2 separate regions of the Anser cygnoides genome follow, and region 2 is linked to region 1. Evidence: chromatin contacts called from public Hi-C data. All regions are on one chromosome and are shown on one strand. Each heading gives the region's core, a stretch centred on a gene start, on an enhancer-like site or on the middle of the called end of the contact. The rest is flanking DNA. Distances are from core to core; before and after follow the strand shown. Region 1 holds the start of TENT5A (terminal nucleotidyltransferase 5A). Region 2 holds the start of BCKDHB (branched chain keto acid dehydrogenase E1 subunit beta).

What was found. Hi-C and Micro-C count contacts between places; a contact is called where the count stands out from the background.
Region 2: a contact with region 1 is called in a Hi-C map of liver, with 1.8 times the contacts expected there. The contact joins the promoter of BCKDHB here to the promoter of TENT5A in region 1. A contact is called at or near these places in 2 of 7 Hi-C or Micro-C datasets (granulosa cells and liver).

The regions. Positions count from the first base shown.
Region 1 is chr3:86,109,494-86,112,613 of Taihu_goose_T2T_genome, forward strand. TENT5A (terminal nucleotidyltransferase 5A) reads left to right here and starts at 1,553. Exons shown (of 3, transcript XM_048079864.2): 1 at 1,553-1,710; 2 at 1,894-2,391. The coding sequence starts at 1,957.
Region 2 is chr3:86,875,738-86,879,095 of Taihu_goose_T2T_genome, forward strand. BCKDHB (branched chain keto acid dehydrogenase E1 subunit beta) reads right to left here and starts at 1,946. Exons shown (of 11, transcript XM_066994621.1): 1 at 1,756-1,946. The coding sequence starts at 1,915.

The DNA.
Region 1 (3,120 bases), core at 303-2,802:
TTTCTCCCCCCCCCCCCCGTTCCCCCCTTTTTTGTTTTCTTTAACCCGCTGGCACAGGACCCTACACACCTCAGTGCTTTATTCCATCCGACACCAGCAGTGTCTCCAGCAGGGTCAGCGGGACCTTCTGGGTTGCACCTCGCAACCTTTGCTTCCCCCCCCCGGTGTCGCGCTGCCCCCACCGCACACACCTTAACACCCCCTACCCCCCAAAACACCCCCTCAAGCTCGACCAAACCGTGTCTCCCCCCACGGGGAGGGCCGGCTGCCCGGCAGGGGGCACCGTTGCCACACGGCTGCGGCCGGCGACGAGCGGGGGAGGGCGGCGGGGGCTTCCCCGCTCGTACCGGGGGGCGCCCCGGCTGGGCGGGGGGGGCACCGAGCGGCACCCTCGGGGCTTTCATTAGGCGGGGGGGGGGCGTTCCTGAGCCTTTCCCCGTGCCATGCAGGCACGGACCCCAACCCCAGCCCGCTGCGTAATGGCGGGTGTGTGTGTGGGGGGGGGCGACATGTGGGGAGGGGGCTCCGTGCGTCGACCGCCACTGCTCCCCCCCGCCGCCATTTGGCGCAGCGCCCGCTCGGGCCGGCCGCGCGTCACGCCGCCGCGCGCCCCCATTGGCCCCGCGCTCCGCGCGTCACAAAGCTCCGAGCGGTGACGCAACGACCCCCCCCCATCCCCCCTCCCTCCCCGCGCAAGCCGCGCGCTGCGCGCACCCCCCCCCCCCACCTCGGGGGCGCGCAGGGGGGTGCGCGGGGGCGCGCAGCGCGACGGGACCGGCGCAAACAAATTTAGCGCTGGAGCAGGTGAAAAAGGCGCAAATGCGGAGTGATTACATTAAAAATAAGAGGAATTGAAGGTGAAAAAACGTTGAAAATTAAAAATCAAGATGAAAAAAATTTGAAAATTAGACGTGTGTGTGCATTATCCTGGTATTTTTATTTATTTTTCCCTCCGAAATCACCAAAGTTGTAATATACGGGCAGGCTGCTTATTATATGTATGTATATATATATTCACATATATATATAATATTCTTCCCGGGATGCGCAGGCACTGCGCGACGCCCCTGCGCCGCCGCCGCCGGCTTTGAAAATCCCGTCGGGGATGGCGCAGCCGAGACCCCCCCCAGGTCTGGGATCCTCGGCAACCGCTCGCAGCGGGGCCCTGCCAAATCCCGCCGCTCTGCTGCGAAGTTTGGGCCTCCCGGGAACGTCCCTAAAGGGGGGGGGGGGTGTTAAAAATTGGGGACGAAAATACGGGGCAGCGCGAGGGGACTCCACTTGTTGCCCCCCCCCCCCCCCCCCCCCCCCAAAGCAGGGCGAGGGGCGGGCGGCTGCGCGGCGCTGCGCGGGATTTCCAGCGGGGCGGGGCGGCTGCGCAGCGCCTTGCCGAGCCGTGCCGAGCCGCGCCGTGGCGGCGGGGCGGCCCGTGGGTGCGCGCTCCGTGGGCGTGCCGGGGGCACCGGCGAGGCCGGCCATGCAGATGGAGGGGGCGGGCCGCGGGCGCCGTGACTCGGAGCCCCGGAAGAGCGGAGAAAGCCCGTATAAAAACTACTGGGGACCTTCCCCGGGCACAACTACGAAAGCTCCGGAGACGGCGGCGGCCCGCGGCGGGGGCGAGCGGGGCGGCGGGCGGCGCGGGGCGGCCTCTCCGACGGCGCGGGGCGGCCTCAGCCCCGGCGGGGGGCGAGGAGAGCGGCGGCTCTGCAGGTCCGGGCGCCTTCCTCCGCCGTGCTCGCGGGGGGCTTTCCCCCCCTACCCCCCTCGGCGGGTTTTTATTTTTGTATTTTTTTTTGTTACATTTTGGTTAATTTAAGGTGTGCGCAGCGGGGGCCGGGGGAGCGCCGCCGCCGCCGCCGCCGCTGACCGCTCGCTTTTTGCTCTTTTCGCCAGGCGCGGAGGACGAGGGGCGCCGGGGGGGCGGTGAGGAGCCGGAGCGGTGCCATCCAGCCCAGCATGGCAGAGGACGGGCAGGCCGGCGGCTGCCCCGCCGGGAGGTACGCGGGCGGCTGCGAGAGCGCGCAGTGCAACGTGCTGAGCTGGGAGCAAGTGCAGCGCCTGGACCGCATCCTCAGCGAGACCATCCCCATCCACGGCCGCGGCAACTTCCCCACGCTGGCCATGCAGCCCCGGCAGATCGTCAAGGTGGTGCGGAGCCGGCTGGAGGAGAAGGGCATCGGGCTGAGGGACGTGCGGCTCAACGGCTCGGCCGCCAGCCACGTCCTCCACCAGGACAGCGGCCTGGGCTACAAGGACTTGGACCTCATCTTCTGCGCCGACCTCAAAGGGGAAGCCGAGTTTCAGACTGTCAAGGACGTGGTCTTGGACTGCCTCTTGGATTTCTTGCCCGAGGGGGTGAACAAGGAGAAGATCACGCCGCTCACCCTCAAGGTAACCCTGCGAGGAGAGGGGCAGTGTCCCCTCCTGCCCCGCTCCCTGGGACCCACGGGGACGCACGGGGGACTTTTCCCCCCCCCATCCTTGCACGTGAAGAGGGGTTTGCGGTAAAGCAGCTGGGCTTGGTGCTCCCCGGCACTGATCAGCTTCCTTCCCTCCGTGTCACTGCATTTGCCAGCACCGGTGGTGTACCTGCTGCAGCCAAGGCGCTGCCAGTCTCCTGGCTCAGCCCTACAGCAGCCTGTGGTGCCAGACCCGGTCCCCGGGGGGCTTAGGGGGGCTTTTGTGGCTGCGAGAAGGAAGCAAGTGCTGGTGCCGCGCTCTTCTGGGGGTGTTTAAATGCCCCGGTGCTGAGCCACATTCCCTTGCCGCGCAGACGGCTCGCTCGGGTTAATTAGGCGGCGTGCCAAATGCCTTTAAGGTTTTTAGAGGGATTTCTTGGCATATGGGGCAGATTTGCGGAAGCGGCGCCGCAAGAGCAGGGTCGGGGAGCGTTGAACACTTGCTGAGTTTTCTTTTTTTGGGGGGAGGGGAAGTGGAAACCGATAAAAAGGGTTTCTTATCTTAATTGTAGCGGTGACTTTCTGTGTGGGGGTGCACGGATATTTGGCATGCGCGCCATCAGTTTTGCATGTAGATGTATTTAGAAGCAGCCCTGCCAAGTACTTCCCTTGCACGACAGTCCCAGGAACGTCCTCCCCTGCCATCCCTGTGCAATGACAG
Region 2 (3,358 bases), core at 696-3,195, 770 kb after region 1:
ACACCTCCTGCCTCTCTCTGGCCTGCAGATAGAAAGTGTCAGATCAAACTCCACGTAAGGAGGAAAACTGGATGCTGAACAGCTATACTTAAAAAGGGTAAAAGGAAAGCACTTGTCCACTGTATTGAGATCTACTGCACGTCCCCTTCTCCACTGCAATGCTGCAAGGAAAGAAAGGGCCTTAAAACAAAGATGGAACAAAGCGATAGCCCAGTCCCTGCTACTGCGACCAACTCAGATTCTCCAATAAAACAAAATGATGCCTTATCAGAAACTGAGTGAAGAAGGAAATCCCTTGCTGATGTTTGGTAGCTCTTTCACTCACAAAACCTCTGTCTAGCTCACGATTACGAGCCACAGCCCAGGAGAGGATTGCCTACCAGCACACACAGCATGCCAAACAGAAAAAAAAAAAGGTGGTGGTGGTGCTAAGGTGAGGAAAAAGTAAAAACCCCGAAGAAATGTAAAACCAGGAGTAGGAAATCACAAAGAAGAACGAACTACAGTCTGTTTCCAGTAGGTACAGTATCTCTCGGTCATCACTCAGTTTCCCCTGCTCTTAAATTGTTAAGTAACATTCAGGTTTTTTGTTTGTTTAAGAGCTGGGTCATGGCACAGCAGAGCTGGGGAGCTGCTTTCCCATGTTTGATAGCTTCACTTGTTACACATGGCCCTTTAACAGGAGGAAACTGTAAAAATTATTATGGGAACCATTCAAATCATGAGGTAGCTACAAGTGATCATCATTTACAAATTCAGCAGAGGGAGAGCTGTGAACAGCAATTGTTCCTCTCTTTTCCCCATCATCCACACAAGCGCTGAGGTTGTCCTTTTACCAAGGTACAATCATTCCAGCATTTGATGCAAGTAAACGCCTATTACTCCAACCACTGTCAGAACCTGCTGGCACTGACTGCTGTGACCTGCTGTTCTTGTTTACAATAAAGACTTTTGTTTCAGCCCTTGTGGGGACGGAGACAGTAATCGCCCCCTGCAGGTGTGAACGGTGGAGCTGGAGAAGCATTAATGTCCAGACAAGTATTGGCATTTCTTTATTTCCCTTTCAGTGTTTTTCACAGGATTTCAAAGCATGTTTCCAGGCACAGTTTTGCTCTCCGCAAACGGCACTAGCACCAGGCCTGCCCACAAGGGCTTCTCCACCGGGACCTCGGCAGAAGCTGGCAGCGCACAGGCACTGCTGTGACATCTGGCACGCCTGTGCCTAACGAGGAACGGCTGAGAGCTCTCTTGGAATTAATCGCTGAGTGGCGACACCGAGGTACCACAGAATATCCCGAGCTGGAAGGGACCCACAAGGATCAGCGGGTCCAACCCCTGCCTCCACACAGGACCACCCAAAAATCAGACCACGCGACTGAGGGCGTTGTGCAAGCGCTTCTTGAACTCCGGCAGGCTCGGTGCCGTGCCCACTGCCCTGGGGAGCCTGTCCCAGTGCCCGACCACCCTCTGGGTGCAGAACCTTTCCCTAACCCCCAGCCTGACCCTCCCCTGTCCCAGCTCCATGCCGTTCCCTCGGGTCCTGTCGCTGTCCCCAGAGAGCAGAGCTCAGCGCCTGCCCCTCCGCTCCCCTCGTGAGGGAGCTGCAGGCCGCCATGAGGCCTCCCCTCAGCCTCCTCCTCCCGGGGCCGACCCAGCCCCGCGCCCCAGCCGCTCCCCCTCCAGCCGCGGCGGCGGGGCGGGCCGTGCTGCGGAGCCCTGCCCGCGGGGAGGACCCGGGCCCGGCCCCGCTCTCACCGTAGGCGCTGGGCGCCGGGTCCGGCTGGAAGGCGAAGTGCGCGGCGGGCCGGCGGGGCGCGGCCGGCAGCGGGAGGCTCCAGGGCCGGCCTCGAACCCGCGGCCCCGCCGCCGCCGCCCCGGCCCCGCGCAGCGCCCGCGCCAGCCCCGCCGCCGCCATCGCCGCCGCTGCCGGGGGCCGCCGCCGGCGCCGCGCGTTCTAAAGAGGCGGGGTCCCCGGCGGGCGTCCCGATTGGCCAGAAGCGGCGAGGGGAGGGCCAATCAGAGCCCGCTCTGCGGTGGGTGGGGAGGGGGGAGTGACGGGCTTCTGCGCCTGCGCAGGAGGCCAGCCGGGAGGGGGCGGGGCCGTGCGGGAGGGGCGGGGCTGGGGGCGGTAACGGTCGGGCGCGGCCGTTGGGCGGGGCGGTTGTGGTGACCGTTGTGGGGCTGACCCGGCTCGCTGTCTCACCGCCGGGGAGTCCCTCACGGGTGGCGGAAAGGGATCCGGGCAGACCCCGGGGGGTAGCCCATGAGGAGAAGGGGAACAAACGGGGAGAGTTAAGCGTCCAGCCGCTGGCCGTGGGGCAGCTGCATGCCCCGCCACTCCCTCTGCCCGTACTAATTGGGGTTAATTCTTCATCGTGTCCCAGAGCTGCCTTTTCCAGAGTCCCTTGGGTCATAACCTTCGTTATATATACACACATTCCAATATATACATATATACATATATATAAATTTCAAGTGCTAAACATACATATATAATTAATATACATATAGAAACACAGAATCATTACGGTTGGAAAAGACCTCCAAGATTAGCTGGTCCAACCATCCCCCTACCACCAATGTCACCCACTGAACCATGTCCCTAAGCACCACGTCCAACCTTTCATTGAACACCCCCAGGGACGGTGACTCCACCACCTCCCTGGGCAACCCGTCCCAATGCCTGACTGCTCTTTCTGAGAAGAAATGTCTCCTCGTTTCCAACTTGAACCTCCCCTGGCACAACTTGAGGCCATTCCCTCTAGTCCTATCACTAGTTATCTGTGAGAAGAGGCCGACCCCCAGCTCCCCACACCTTCCTTTCAGGCAGTTGTAGAGAGCAATAAGGTCTCCCCTGAGCCTCCTCTTCTCCAGACCAAACAACCCAAGTTCCCTCAGCCGCTCCTCACAGGACTTGTGCTCCAGGCCCTTCACCAGCTTCGTAGCCCTGCTCTGGACACACTCCAGGGCCTCAATGTCCTTGTAGGCCCAAAGCTGAACACAGTACTCAAGACAATTTATTTAGCAATTGAAGTTAATTTATCTTTGGTCTTTCCTACACATACATTTTTCTTGCCAGGTTTTGTAAAGCATTCTTCCTGATTTTTCCTTACCAAAGCGACCACCCCTCATTCCCACTCACGGTGAGGTTTACCACCTGCTATAACATGTTTCACTTGGCTTTAGATAGTGGCTTTTTCCAGCTCACTTCCAACCCATTGCCAACTCTGGACCATTTGTGAAGACCTTTGTTGCACTAGGCGCTGTGTGAAAAAAATATTTCTGTTTATCCTGAATTTCTTAATAGCTGGGGTTTATGCAAGATGAAAGGCTAAATCTTACTCCTAATTGAGGAGCC